2 separate regions of the Mus musculus genome follow, and region 1 is linked to region 2. Evidence: chromatin contacts called from public Hi-C data. All regions are on one chromosome and are shown on one strand. The core of a region is the stretch at or near the end of the contact, and the rest is flanking DNA. Distances in the headings are between cores, read along the strand shown.

Region 1 (6,613 bases), core at 1,493-3,992, 240 kb after region 2:
GGAAGACAGCAATCTGAGATTATGCACCATTGAAAAGCTGGGAGAGCATCAAGATCTGGGTGTGGGGTGTAGGGTAAACAGAATTCAGTGGGCACAGAGCTTACCTTGCAAGTGTAAGAACCTGAGGTCAGTACCGAGAACTCACATCAGAGCCAAACTTAGAGACAACATTCAATAACTCCAGCAATGTGGACAGGGTGGGGTAGACAGGACCAGGGTTCACGGCCAGCCAGTCTGGTAAGTTCCAGTTTCAGTGAGAGATGCTGTCTCACAAAAGAAAGTGGAGAGTCATAGAGAAATACACCCAAAATCCATTTCTGGCCTCTACTCACATCAATCACTGTACCAGAGAGTTCCACCACATATAAACATGGAAAAGGACATGAGATCTATCTATCTATCTATCTATCTATCTATCTATCTATCTATCTATCTATCTATCTATCTATCTATCATCTCTCATAACACACACACCACACACACACACACACACACACACACACACACACACACACACACACTCAGTGATTTATCTAACTGACTCACAGGCTCCGACTTGGGTAGAATGTCTGTCTGTCTCTTGACAGAAAGACCAAGAATTGAGTCAGGGCCAAGTTAGTGCTGGAGGCCTGAAGGATTCCCAGCGCTGCTGGCCTTCACTTTACTTTGCAATCCTGAAGAAGTAGGTTTTAACACCAGCAGAGAAATGCCTTAGCAGCAGGATAGCTGAACCTTCCAGAGAAATGGGGGCAAACAGGCAAAAAGCAAAAGCTTCCTTTTGCCATGCTGTTTTATGCAAGCTGCCACCAGAAGGTGTGCCCAGATTTAGGGAGGTTTTTTCTTACTTCAAATGATCCAGTCATGAGACTCCCTCACAGGAGTTCCCAGCGGTATGAGTTTAGTTGATTCAAGATATGGTCTAATTGACAACCAAGATTAGCTATCCCAATACCTACCTGAATAAGGAAGCTACTTGTAGCAGGGTGTATAATCTATAACTGAATTGGACACTAATTATTGGGTAATTATTGGGACTCAATGGGTCAGAAATCTTGACTTAAAAGTATTCACTCTCATCATAAATTTCATCAAGCAAACTTGATATTCAGTTCCCTGAACATTAAATTGAGTGTTTAAGTTCTGAGTACAGACATGTTTGGTCTCAGAGCCCAAAACTTGTGATAGCGGGAAGGGAGAGACCATATGTCTGACTCTACACTGGAAAGGTGTGTATTAAGAACTGTGTTGTCAGCACCTTTCTGAGCACTCAGACAATCCTCTCCTGCAGGGCGTATCTGACACGCCATTCTGAAACTGAGCTTGGACTCAGCTCCCTCCCACAGAACTTGTAGAAACTCCTCTTGTTCTATGTGCTATCTTACCCTTGCTTCATAGACTCCTTATATCAGTGCAGTTATGTTCTTTTCAACTCTCCAGTGCTTACTAAAGTACCAGTGAATAACAGGGACAGTAAACTTTTCCACTTTTCAATTACTATTGAGTTAATAGGGGCGTCACTCTCTTCTTTGACTTTCTGCCTAGATTATAAACTACCAGAGACAAAGATAGAGTAGGTCCAAAGGCCCAATGTGTGTTCCACCTTCTCCTGTGATGCTTACAAAGAGAAGTTGCTTTATCAATATCTGCTGAAGAATTACTCGTCTAATTCTTTGGGAAGGTAGAGTGGACCAGTAAACAAAGAACAAGGGCACTGATGTCATCATTTCAACCTATGTGCCCTTGGCAGACCTTGGTAATCAATCACAGCACTCCTCTTTCATCACTATTTTTGAACACAATGTTCTGGTAGTGACTGCCAATCCATCAGTGCTGTCACCCCCGAGATGGACACCAAGGGGACTTCTCTAGATTAAAATTCAGGAGGCCCTGACTGACCTTACTTCAGGCTTTGAACCTGACCTCCCTGTGGCTTTGGGTTGGACAAGACCATGTTAGCAGTTTAATTTCTTATAGGATCCTGAAAAAAAAATAGATTAACTTGTTTCACGTAATATGTTAAAGATAAATAAGAGATGACATTAAAAAAAAAGTATCTGCACAGTTATTTTCCTTTGTTATAAAAGAGTGGGAATGGGAGATTAAGGTCAAATCTGAGGCTAAAACCAGGAATCTTGCCAAGCTGAGCTTCTGTAATAACAGTAATTAATATTTCATTGAGCCCTGTTCTAACTGCTATAAATGTGTTATTTTGTTCTCACGACACCCATGTGACTTGGGAACTGGTGCCATTCCCAGCATAAGTAAGCAGAGAAGTTAAATATTAACCTGCCACATCTCATACAGAAAATGGTGGATCAGGCAGGATAACAACCCTACATAGAGTATGCCTGGATGTAACTAGAGGACGGAGGTCTGAAATTCAGTGGTCAATAGACAGTGCTGTGTGGAGAGCCTTACTGACAGAAAACCTGTGGGCAGGGACTATGATTGATGCAGGTGACCCTGTGGAGAGGGAGGTAGGAGTGGGGATACCAGAGCAAGGCCCCACTCTGCTTTTCCCTTCAGTATCTTTCTAGAATCCCATCAGGAAGCAGGAAGGTGAGGAGTTGGCTCAGCCTAAGGGTGAAAAAGGTTGATCTGGATGTAAGAAGCAGTGGGAACTGGAGTGTGAACTTGACCTGGTTCCAGGATGGAGTCTTTGAGCGTCTGCCTATGTCTGACTAAGTACCTGGTACTTGACTGTGCTGGCCTCAATTTAATGAGGACTGGAATGGCCAGCAAGGGGTTACTCTTTTTCCTGCTCTCATTGAAAAGCACAGCAGGGGGAAGCTGATAAACACAGGAGGGACCTGAGGGTTGTTTTAAATGATCTGCCTTGATTAACTACTCAGTACTTCTTAGAGGTGGTGAAGAAGGTCTCCTTTTATGTTGCCAACTCTTTCAGTTCATTATATTTCCCAACTAGGCTGAGCCCAGCAGTTGCTAGGGATGGCTCTCCAGGTACCTGTAGCATTGTACCCAGGAGCCTGCCTGCCTGCCGATGCTAGACTCTGTACATTCTGCCCAATTGGCAATGCAGGAAAGACTTTCATTTCCACCATTTCCACAGCAAAGCCTCATACAACCAAGAGGCCTGCTCACTCCTGGGGGATAATGTATGGGAGAGAACAGCCTTACATTTACATCTATCTGTGTTCACACATAGCTTCATCAACTTGCATAAATTTAGCCTAAGAGGGCAGCTGTGATCATTGTGGAAATGGAACCTGATTTAAATTACACAATTATTTATTGAGTTCCTACCAGGGGCCAAACACTGGGGTTATGGTGATGAATGCAACAGATGTGGGCACATAAATGCTTTTGAAAATTTTACATTCGGAAGTGCAAATTGCCAGTTGAGATGAAAAGATATGTGTTTTCCCCTATTGGGGAATATGAAAGGACAAGGAATTGAGAGTAAAAAAAAAATCCATAGATGTGAGAGACACAAAAAAACCATATTGTATAATAGCCCCTTTTAGCAACCGTTGCTTACAACCTGCTGGTGAAATGTGTGCATAGACCATATGGCTTATGTGTGTCATGCTTCTTGCCGTATAGCTTGAATATACACTTAGCAATATCCTGTCTTAATGAGAAGATCTCTTGCTTTTTTCTACTCATAGAACTTTTTTACGTTCAGCCAGGAGTGACAATAATAACAACAAGAATAGTGAGTCACTCTATGAGGGTAATCACTTAATGCTGAGTTCTAAATAATCCTCGCTATTTCACTGTGGCTCTTAGATGCCTTTCAAGCCCCTCAAACATTTCCAAAGAATATAAAAGGAGATCCTATAGAATCACGAGCCTTTGAATATTCCTTTGAAGTCATTAAAAACCCAAATGTGGCCCTGTGGCCAGAAGTTAGTATCATCTAGAATCCAAATTCAGATAGGATGATACACAGTCATACCAAAGAGGAGTGGGGGTGGGTGGTGCAGGCTAGTTTTTCTGTCAACCTGACACAAACTGGTCATCAGAGAAAAGGAAACCTCAGTTGAGGAAAAACCTCAGGCTGCAGAGCATTTCTGAATCAGTAATTGATGTGGGAGGACCCAGTTGCTTACGGGTGGCACCGCCCTGAACAGGTGGTCCTGGGTTCTATAAGAAAACAGGCTGAGCAAGCCAGGAGGAGCAGGCCTGGAGTACCACTCCTCCATGATCTCTGCACCAGTTCCTGCCTTTAGGATCCTGCTCCCTTTCAGTTCTTGCTCTGACTGCTTCTACTAATGAACTGTGATACAGAAATACAAGCTAAATAACACACACACACACACACACACACACACACACACACACACAATGCTTTCGGTCATGATGTTTCATCCCAATAATTGGAACTCTAAAACAATGGGCAACAAATACATATTTCCAAGGCCAGGCTCTGACATGGGGTGAGTGAAAAACCTCAAGGAAATCCCTTAATCTCCCTTAAATTGAACTTTAAGTTAAACTGTCAGAAGGGAGTTGGAAGCGTGCAGTGACATGAAGAACCTGGCACATTGTGGGCATTAATCTACCAGTATTCTCATAACCACTGCAGTGTAATCGACTTCTTCTCAAATTGAGTGGGGCTCCCTGATTCCGAGGCTAACTCTTGTTAAGAGCTACTTTACTAGGACTGTCAATGGAGATAAAATGTTCACGTCCAGCAATGATTATTATGGACACATAGGGGAACAATCCATCTGGTGGCCCGTGAGTGAAAGAAAATAAAAGCAACTGCTCAAAGAGGGCTCCGAGTAGACCAGGGAAGCTTCTTAAGATATGATATAGCTGTGACAGCTTTGATTGCTTACTACTGTCTTAGGATACAGGCAGGCAGGGAGGTGTTGAAGGCAAACAGTGACTGCCATGGGCCATGACCCCCAGGGATCTTAGGTAAAACCTCGTAGACAGGACATGGGTGTTAGCTGGTCAGGTTCTAAACTTCAAGGTTTAGAGAAGCTGAGCTGGGGATGAGCAGAATAAAAACAACTGCCCATGGGCGAATGAACTTAGAGGGACACAGCAGGAACCAGGTTTGCCATTCTAGAAAAAGTGGCTGAGACAAAATTGAATAAATACAACAAGAGAGGGAGAGAAATTAAGGAGAAAGTGAAGCACAGTGTGTCTGAATGGGGGAGTAAATGCCTGGAACATTTTTGGGGGTTCTGGGTACCTACTATTTGAGATAAAGCTGCATTTCAGAGATAAAGTTGCATTTCAGTGGCACTAGTCGACATTAGAGAGCAATATAAAAACTGCTACTGATGCTACAGGGAGGGTGTGAAGCCAAGGCCTCAGGAGTTGGCCCAGTTGGTAAAGTGCTTCCCTAGCAAGCATCCACATAAAGATCTGAGTGTGGTGGTCTGTATGTATAATCCAAATGAGATCGACACAGAAGATATTTGGGGGGCTCATTGGTCAGCTAATCTAGCCAAATCTGTGAGTTTTAGATTCAGGGAGAGGTCTTGCCTCAGATATTAAGGTAGAGTGTGATCAAGGAGGAGACCTGACATTGACACTCTATTTTGCAAGCTCATGCGTGCACTTGTGGACACATATATGCATATACTATATACACACAAAGTCATGGATCAAGCTATAGTTTCTGCTAAAGGAGTTCTATTTGAACTCCTATAGAAGTTGGGAACCCATTAAATTCTTGCCTGCCTGCCTGCCTGCCTGCCTGCCTGTCTTCTTCCTGCCTTCCTGCCTTCCTGCCTTCTTCCTGCCTTCTTCCTGCCTTCCTGCCTTCCTGCCTTCTTCCTGCCTTCTTCCTGCCTTCCTGCCTTCCTGCCTTCTTCCTGCCTTCCTGCCTTCCTGCCTTCCTGCCTTCCTGCCTGCCTGCCTGCCTTTTTAAACATACAAGTGGCATGTCAGATAAATGGTTCTTCCTTCTTCTCCTTAGCCCCAGAGACATAAACAACTGTCTTTTGCTCTTATGTCCTCACAGCTTGGCTCCTAACTAATTTCCTTCAAGAGCTCTTTCCTTGTCTGCCTATGAAAGACATTGATAGCAAGTCTTATGTTTTAAACTTTTATGCCTCCAAAACAAGGGTAGCACACATGAAGTGTACATTTGCATGAGATGTTTATTTCTGGAATAAACATCCATGTTGCGTTTGGACTCAGAGAATAAGTTATTTTTCTTCTGGACTAGAGTTGGGTGCCTGGGCATGGGTCAGACAGAGTGGGGCATGGAACACTGGGGAGTTTTCTTTGAAATAATTTTTAATTAAAACATCATTAATTAAACAGCATTGTTTTACCTCTTCCAAGTTTCTCCTTCCAACTCTTCCTTTTTATTCCCTTTTGTGTTCCCTCCCTCCATGCTTCCCTCCCTCCCTCTCTCCCTTTCCCTCTCTCTTTCTCTCCCTCTGGTCTCCCCCCTCTGTCTCTCTCTTTCTCTCCTGTGTATGTGTGTGTGTTTTCCTAAAAGCATTACAACCTGTCTCATCCCTATAATGGTACTTGTATGTATATGATTTCAGGGCTGACCACTGCAGTTTTTTTTTTTTTTGTTTTTGTTTTTGTTTTTGTTTTTTTTTTTTTTTTTTTGAGAGCTCCTGTTCTTTTTCATACCTCTACAATCATGCCATGTCTGGAACCATAGCAAACCCTT
Region 2 (7,490 bases), core at 2,080-4,579:
ACCTCCACTCTGCCCTGGCACTCTTGGTCTCTTGTTGCTCCTATGACGTAGCATCTCAATCACATTAGGAAACCTATGTACTGAAATGAAAGCTATTAAACTCTAATCTTTCACACCTGCTTTAGAGTCTGAGATTAATACAACCATTTCCTTGACCCACACTGTCCAGTGTTTGAAACCTCAAGCTTAATTTCAATGACACCCCTCTTCCAACAAGGCAATACCTCCTAACCATTCCTAAACAGTTTCACTACTTAGGGACCAACTACGCGAATATGTGTACCTATGAGGGCCATTTTCATTCAAACTATCAATATAATAATTGACTTGTTGTTACTTGTTTATTTCACTTAACATTCTCAAGTTTCAATCTTCTATTTCATTCTTACAGTATTGTTAAAAACTTGTTCTGTATGAACTCTGTATAAGATGCTAGTGCATAATGTATATTTACTATGTTTTTTCTTACCCATAAATTTGCGAATAGATACAAATTGCTCAATACTTTATTATGAATAATGGCATGTGAACATGAACTTGCCCTTATATTATCTTCATGATGACCTTCTTTTGTATCAGTGGCAGTTCCTTAGAGTTTAGACATTGTCTGTTTATCTCTGCCTAATATTTTGATGCTGGTAATGGTGGCACGCACCTATAATCTCAGCATTTGTGAGGGAATGGCGGGAGGAACTGGTCTTCAAGTCCAGCCACAGCCATATAGAGAGTTGGAGGCCATAGGAAGACCTTGAAAGAATGATGTCTTGGTAACTGTTCTATTACTGTGAAGAGAGACACCATGATGAAGGTACCTTGTAGAAGAAAGCTTGCTTATAGTTTCAGAGGGTTAGTCTATTATTATCATGGTGGGGAGGGAGTGTGATAACAAACAAGTAAGCATTGTGCTAGAGCAGTAACTGAGAGCTTTTCATACTGATCTACAGGCCATGGACAGACAGACAGACAGGTGGATAGCTAAACAGACAGACTGGACCTAGTGTAGGCTTTTGAAACCTCAAAGCCTACTTCTGTTGACACACCTCTTCCAACTAGGCTACACCCCAACTAGGCTACACCCCAACTAGGCTACACCCCTAATTTTTTTCCAAACAGTTCCACTAACTGGAGACCAAGCCTTTTGGAACAGTGTGTTCCAAACTACATTGAGAGTTTTTTGTGCAAATGAACACTTGAGGATAATAGCACAAATGGGAAATCCCAGACAAGTGAGCAATTCCTGGAAGCCCTGCAGAAGGGATCAGCAGCTGACCTTACAGGAACACGTGAAGTGTAGTTTAGCTTTCAATGCTGTCATGCTCTAGAGGAAAGGAGGTGGGCTTTCTTACTCCTGTACCATTAGTTACACCTTTAATCTGGAGAAGTGCACTCTTTTCCACTTCTGGCCTTCTGTAAGCTTTAATAAAGCAGTTCCAGAAGCCCTCTGACAGGGCTCCAAATCCCTTCAAAATCAGTTTCATACAAAAGGATATTGGAAACAGTGTGTTCCAAAGCTGGGAACGAGGTCCACAGAGAGTAAAGAAGACTTGTGAGGTCTGGGTAAGGCACTATCTACTGTAGCTTCCCAGTAGGAGCTTCTATTCCTGGCTGAGTTGCAAATCATTGCTCACAATGCTCTCTCCATTGCATTTTCAGAAAGCCCATTGATTATCTCTGAGTGTGTCACTCCCAGTTCTCCAGCATGCCAGCATTTCTGAGAGGGTCTGTCTGTAAGCCACCTGAGGATTTTAGACATACATTCTTAGTCCTGAACACCCAACTTCTAGTACAATGCAATGTAAATATCACTGTGGGTGACTTCAGGAGAGTGTCTTTGCTTCTGGACATAATGTTAACTACATTAGATAGCTTACGAAAGAAGCCCCAGACAAAAGCGGACTTTGGAAAAATCTGTTACCTTCATGTGTAGACTTGCTTAGAGACTAAAGGTCAGTTTCATTAGTTGTAATTTTTGCTTTGAAACCAGATGTCAAGGAAAACAACTTTCTTGGGGGGTGGTTTAGGCAACTCTGCTTCCTGCAGTCATGATCTCTGTACACACGGTCTGGCAACACCTGGGACTTATTTTTATTTCTCCAACCATGAAACCTCAGACTTGATTTTCTAAATCACCCCCTGTATGTCCATTATTATTGCTGCAATTCTCTCTGATCCCATTCAAATTAGTTTTGAAGGTTGTTCACAAAGTTATAGGAATGATTTCCTTTTGCAAACTATAGAAGGAAACAGTTTCTGAGCCATATGGTAGACAAGGGACATTATTAATGCTATTTTACACAAACTCATAAATATAATCTCCACCACACCAGTATGCAGTTGCACCCATGTGCAAGTCCTCGGAAGTTCCTATTGCTAGCAATGTTGCACAGAGAGAAAGATGTTATTAAAATCCACAAGTCCAGCTTCCCCATAGGGAACATAACTTTTAATTTGGCAGTCATAAAAGCCATCAAGTAGAACCATAACCACCATTTTAAAGAAAGAGGAAGTGAGGCAAAGAAAGTTAATGGGATTTCACTGAAGTTATATTAATGCAGTGATACATCTTAACATTAGGAGCAACTTATTCATTTTCAGTAAAAAGTAAATTTCTTTCATGGGAAGTGATTAGCTGTACTATTGATTACCAATCAGGCTTAATTTTCTTCAAGCATTCATCTTCTTCCCAGCATCCACTTTTCTCTTTGTCAGATGATGCTCAGTTAATCCAAGTGAGTTTTGATGCTTGGTGGCTAGATGATAGTTTATGATGTGCACCTTGAGACCTTTGGCATTTATAGTCTGGGCTTCAGAGACAGAGCTGCATGAAGTCATGTTCAAATCTGGTGCAGAGTCAACCAAGAGGCCTCTATGTGTCTTGGTCTCTGTGAAGTATCTTCTCAAATATTAATCAATGTAACACACACAACAATCTTATGAGGAGAGATTATTGATTGCACCTTGACAGTTGAAGGTAACAACTAACCTTGATAATAAAATATGTTATCATCTCATGCAGCATTCATTCTCTGAGTGCAGTGACAAGCTGTGGCCTCTCACTCAAGAGACAAGCAATTGTTGGAAGGCTAGGGAATGTCACAAGTTTATCTTATAGCAAGCAAGAGAATGTAGGAAAAAGATGCGGGAAAAGATGGCAGACTGAGCAAGAGCATTATATTTTGCTCTTTTTAATAGGGTAACTATCAGGAAGTTCAAGGCCATTGCCTTGAAAATGAGCCAGCACCGTGCATGGCATGAAACAGGGTTTCATTTTAGAGCCCTAGTTTATTTTCAAGCTTACCACATGAGTTTTTTTCCTACCATCTCACTTGGATTCTAGCAGGCTAATAAGATCAATATTTATTCTTGCATAATAGGAGATCCAAAGGTCAATTTAAGCCAAGCAACACAGTTCAATAATTATGTCTGTTATAAGAGTGGTGAATTTAATTTTTGTTCAGAGTAGAGCCTTCTCTCCCTACTCAAGTCTGCCTCTGCATGGCAGCCACCTTGCAAGTGGAGAAGAGACTAGAAGCTGTGGGATTTAGTTCTCTCTGTCCTGCATGCTTACTCCTCTTCTGGTTTGCTAGTTTTAGTTTTTGAGCACTGAAATGAGGCCCCCAGGAGGGAAATGAGGCAGGGGAAACATTACAGTTCTTACATAACAGGCACTGTTCAAGATCTATCAGAACTCTGTAGGCAAAGGTCAGGCCCAGAGCTGACTTTTCCCTCAAAACACCTTGATGGATCCTTTGAAAATTTATGTTTCCCCTTTGAAAAAAATTTCAGGAGGGCAAAGGCTTCTCTAGTGGGGCCAGTAAGCTTATGTGACACACAGTGAGGACATCTAGGTTCTTATACAAGCTGCTTTACTTTGAAGGTAACTACAATGAGTATTTTGTGAAGAAAGAACCTTAATACAAAGATTCTAGACTAGCCTTTCAGAAACAACTCTCAGACAAATAGTGCATCAACCCACCAGGACAGATGGTGCCCCTGAGGCCACTTCTGAAGATGTGTCAGAATTAAGACCCTACTTTTGTCTCTGCAACTCCTTCCATGGATATTTTATTCCACATTCTAGGAAGGAATGAAGTATCCACATGTTGGTATTCCTTCTTGATTTTCTTGTGTTTTGGAAGTTGTATCTTGGGTATTCTAGGTTTCTGGGCTAATATCCTCTTATCAGTGAGTGCATATCAAGGGACTTCTTTTGTGATTGGGTTACCTCATTCAGGATGATATCCTCCAGATACATCCATTTGCCCAAGAATTTCATAAATTCATTGTTTTTAATAGCTGAGTAGTACTCTATTGTGTAAATGTACCACAATTTCTGTATCCATTCCTCTGTTGAGGGACATCTGGGTTCTTTCCAGCTTCTGGCTATTATAAATAGGGCTGCTATGAACAGAGTGAAGCATGTGTCCTTATTACCTAAGACGAAAGTTTGGACCATCCAGAGACTGCCCCACCCAGGGGTCCATCCCATAATCAGCCACCAAACGCAGACAACTATTGCATACACCAGCAAGATTTTGCTGAAGGGACCCTGATATAGCTGTCTCCTGTGAGGCTTTGCCAGTGCCTGACAAATACAGAAGTGGATGCTCACAGTCATCTATAGGATGGAACACAGGGCCTCCAATATAGGAGCTAGAGAAAGTACCTAAGAGCTGAAGGGCTCTGCAACCCTATAGGTGGAACAACAATATGAACTAACCAGTACCCCTAGAGCTAGTATCTCTAGCTGCATATGTAGCAGAAGATGGCCTAGTCGGCCATCATTGGGAAGAGAGGCCCTTTGGTCTAGCAAACTTTATATGCTCCGAGTACAGGGGAATGCCAGGGCCAAGAAGTGGGAATGAGTGGGTAGGGGAGCAGGGCGGGAGGTGGGGAGGGTATAGGGGACTTTGGGGATAGCATTTGAAATGTAAATTAAGAAAATATCTAATAAAAATGTGGGGAAAAAACCCTACTTTTACCTCTGAACTTGGCAACAGACTCAAGAACACAGGGAGCTAGGCTGTGGAAGTCACAGCCCTGGTTTATGGATTAAACAAGGTCAACAGTGCCTCTTTAGTCTCTGCCCATAACTCTAAGAGCAGGGAACTGGAAAATGGCCACATCTTTAGAGAAAACTCCTGCCAGTGACTCTGCTCATCAGAAGAAATAGCCGAGTAATGGGTAATGCCTCACACCTGCCTTCTGAACCAAGTGAGGTGCAGCTTAGTAGCAGTACTGGAATCACCCAGAGAAATGTCACTGTCGGGACATGTGGTGAGTTTAGTTTTCCAAAATTTCCAAACTGAATAAAGCAACCCATAAAAATGAGCTCACTAGAAGGCTAATTGTGACTGCAGGGGAATCCCATCTTAGGTAAAAGAAGGCACCAGAGAACACAGAGTAGACAGCGAAGGTGGTATGTTTTTCAGATTTTACTGAATTAATCATGAATTTGTGTGCTGAGACTGTCCCACTGCTAAATTTGAAATGTCATGAGGTGGCCATGATTACCTTACTCTTCAACCAGATGTGAGATTGCATTTTGTGTGCTGAAAATTATGTCATATGATTCTCTATCACACAGTTTTTAAAATGTTTTTTTCTTTATTACTTTCTATTATTTAGTCTTTTTTTCCCATAATCTTTAAGTTTGAAAAAAGCAGGGATTTCATTTATAACTTTTACATGCCATTCCCCTCTCAGTATCTGGATTAAAGCTCAGAATAGACAAGAGGACATGTGTAGCTTCTGTAATTTTAATTTGAGAAAAAAAGGAAACAAAAACATGATAATTATGGCTTGAAAGTAGTTAAGAACAAACAGGTACGTGCGTGCGTGCGTGTGTATCTCACTAGGATATAAAGGTGGTTTAACTCAATCTAATGCAAAGAGATTAAATAGGAAAAAAATAATGCAGTCATTATCTCAGATGCACAAGTATTCAACAAGATTCAACAATAGTTTTGATAAAAACTCATCAAACCCAGTGTCTTCACAAAATATAAAATGATTAATAATACAGCAAAGTACACACATATGATATCTGACTATTAAACGAGAGTTATAGAAATGAAAGTCACCTTTAACAAATAGAACAAGATGCTGTTCTCATGGACTGAAAGGCTGACTTTCTACTAGAAACCACCAATCATCCTCGAATTCCTCATTACCCTGGACAGTTTCCTTGAAACCTTTTTGTGTTGAAATTGATAATCAGGCTCTAAAACATTGTGGAACTGCAGCCGACTTAATAGTAAAACCATTTTTTAAAAATAGAAACTTTGAAATCTACTCAAAATTACCCATACAGTTTCCAGGGTCTTTTCTGTGGGTTCAAAGAATTAGTGACCTTTTGGGGGGACTAGTCTGTCACAGCTAACCAGATCCTCAATGTTCTTGATAGTCGTTCTTTAAAGGTGGATTTAGAAATCTTGGAGAATAGAGTTGTTCAAGAGACTTGTATTATCAAGAGCAACGGTACTGTCTGTTTAAGTTAAAGAGAAGCAGATGAGTATTAATTGAGCTCATGATAAAAAGATGTAAAACAGTGGTTCCCAGGGGCAAGGAAGGGACAGGAGGAGGGGAGAGGGAGGTGGAGAGCTGACACCAAAGTCCAGGTAGGTAGGACAAGTCACCCCTAGTATAGAGTTGTAGATTACTGGCTCACTATATATCTCATAAAAGTCCTAAATATCAGGAGCTGATAGGCTATGAATACATATGTGACAACTATTTAAGGGGATGAAAATATTAGGCACACTGATGTGACCTAAAGTATATCATATACATGAATCAAATTACCACACTATATCACAAATGCATACACCATTATTATTTGCCATTAAAGGTGAATTTAACTTATGTTAGTTCTTTAAACTTTTTATTGCTTCTTTGTGAATTTCCCATTATAAATCCCAATCCCATGCATCTCCCTGTCACTCCATATCTGCCCTTCACCTTTGCAAACAAACAAACAAGTTATTTAAAAGAAAAATCTCACTGTGGAAGCTGTTGTGTGTCATATAGTATACCCTTTGTCTACACGTTTTAATTGCAAATGTCCATTGCAATGAGTCATTGGTCTGTTTTGAGGCCTCTGGCTTCTGCCACACTATCAATATTGAATCCTCACTGGGACTTTTCTTGGATATCCTGTTTGTGCCCTGTGCCATGGAGATCCCTTTGGAGTTACTGGATCCTTACCTTCATGTGCTCCAGCAGTTCACAGATGAATAAATGCTGGAGTGGGCCAACTCAGAGGCATTGGCCTAGGACTGGGTGGAAACTGAGTTGGTTAGCCCTCCAACACTCCTGTCCCCTCGACAGCAAGACCAGATAGAGCAGGGCCAGCTCTCCCATACTCATATCTCAGTCTGGCTTACCCACATCCATGACACCAGGACCAGCTCTACTGTGCTGACCAGGTGAGGTGTGGAGCCGCTCTCCCTAGTGCTGTAGCCAGCAAAGGGGTGGGGCTGGCTCTCCTA

Evidence for each region. Hi-C and Micro-C count contacts between places; a contact is called where the count stands out from the background.
Region 1: a contact with region 2 is called in a Hi-C map of liver, with 7 times the contacts expected there. The contact joins two enhancer-like sites. A contact is called at or near these places in 2 of 39 promoter capture datasets (both in liver) and 3 of 484 Hi-C or Micro-C datasets (all in liver).

Annotation. Positions count from the first base shown.
Region 1 is chr4:49,147,214-49,153,826 of GRCm38.p6, forward strand. All of the region lies in intron 1 of Plppr1 (phospholipid phosphatase related 1), which reads left to right. Among named protein-coding and RNA genes, the nearest start is that of Plppr1, 91 kb to the left of the region's middle. Within about 2 kb of position 2,743, at least 6 of the 459 cell types and tissues checked have an H3K27ac peak or open chromatin away from gene starts, as enhancers often do. A contact at or near this core is called in liver, where this site is marked.
Region 2 is chr4:48,906,047-48,913,536 of GRCm38.p6, forward strand. The region is part of intron 1 of Gm12436 (a long non-coding RNA gene); the gene reads left to right. Among named protein-coding and RNA genes, the nearest start is that of Gm12436, 11 kb to the left of the region's middle. Within about 2 kb of position 3,330, at least 3 of the 459 cell types and tissues checked have an H3K27ac peak or open chromatin away from gene starts, as enhancers often do. A contact at or near this core is called in liver, where this site is marked.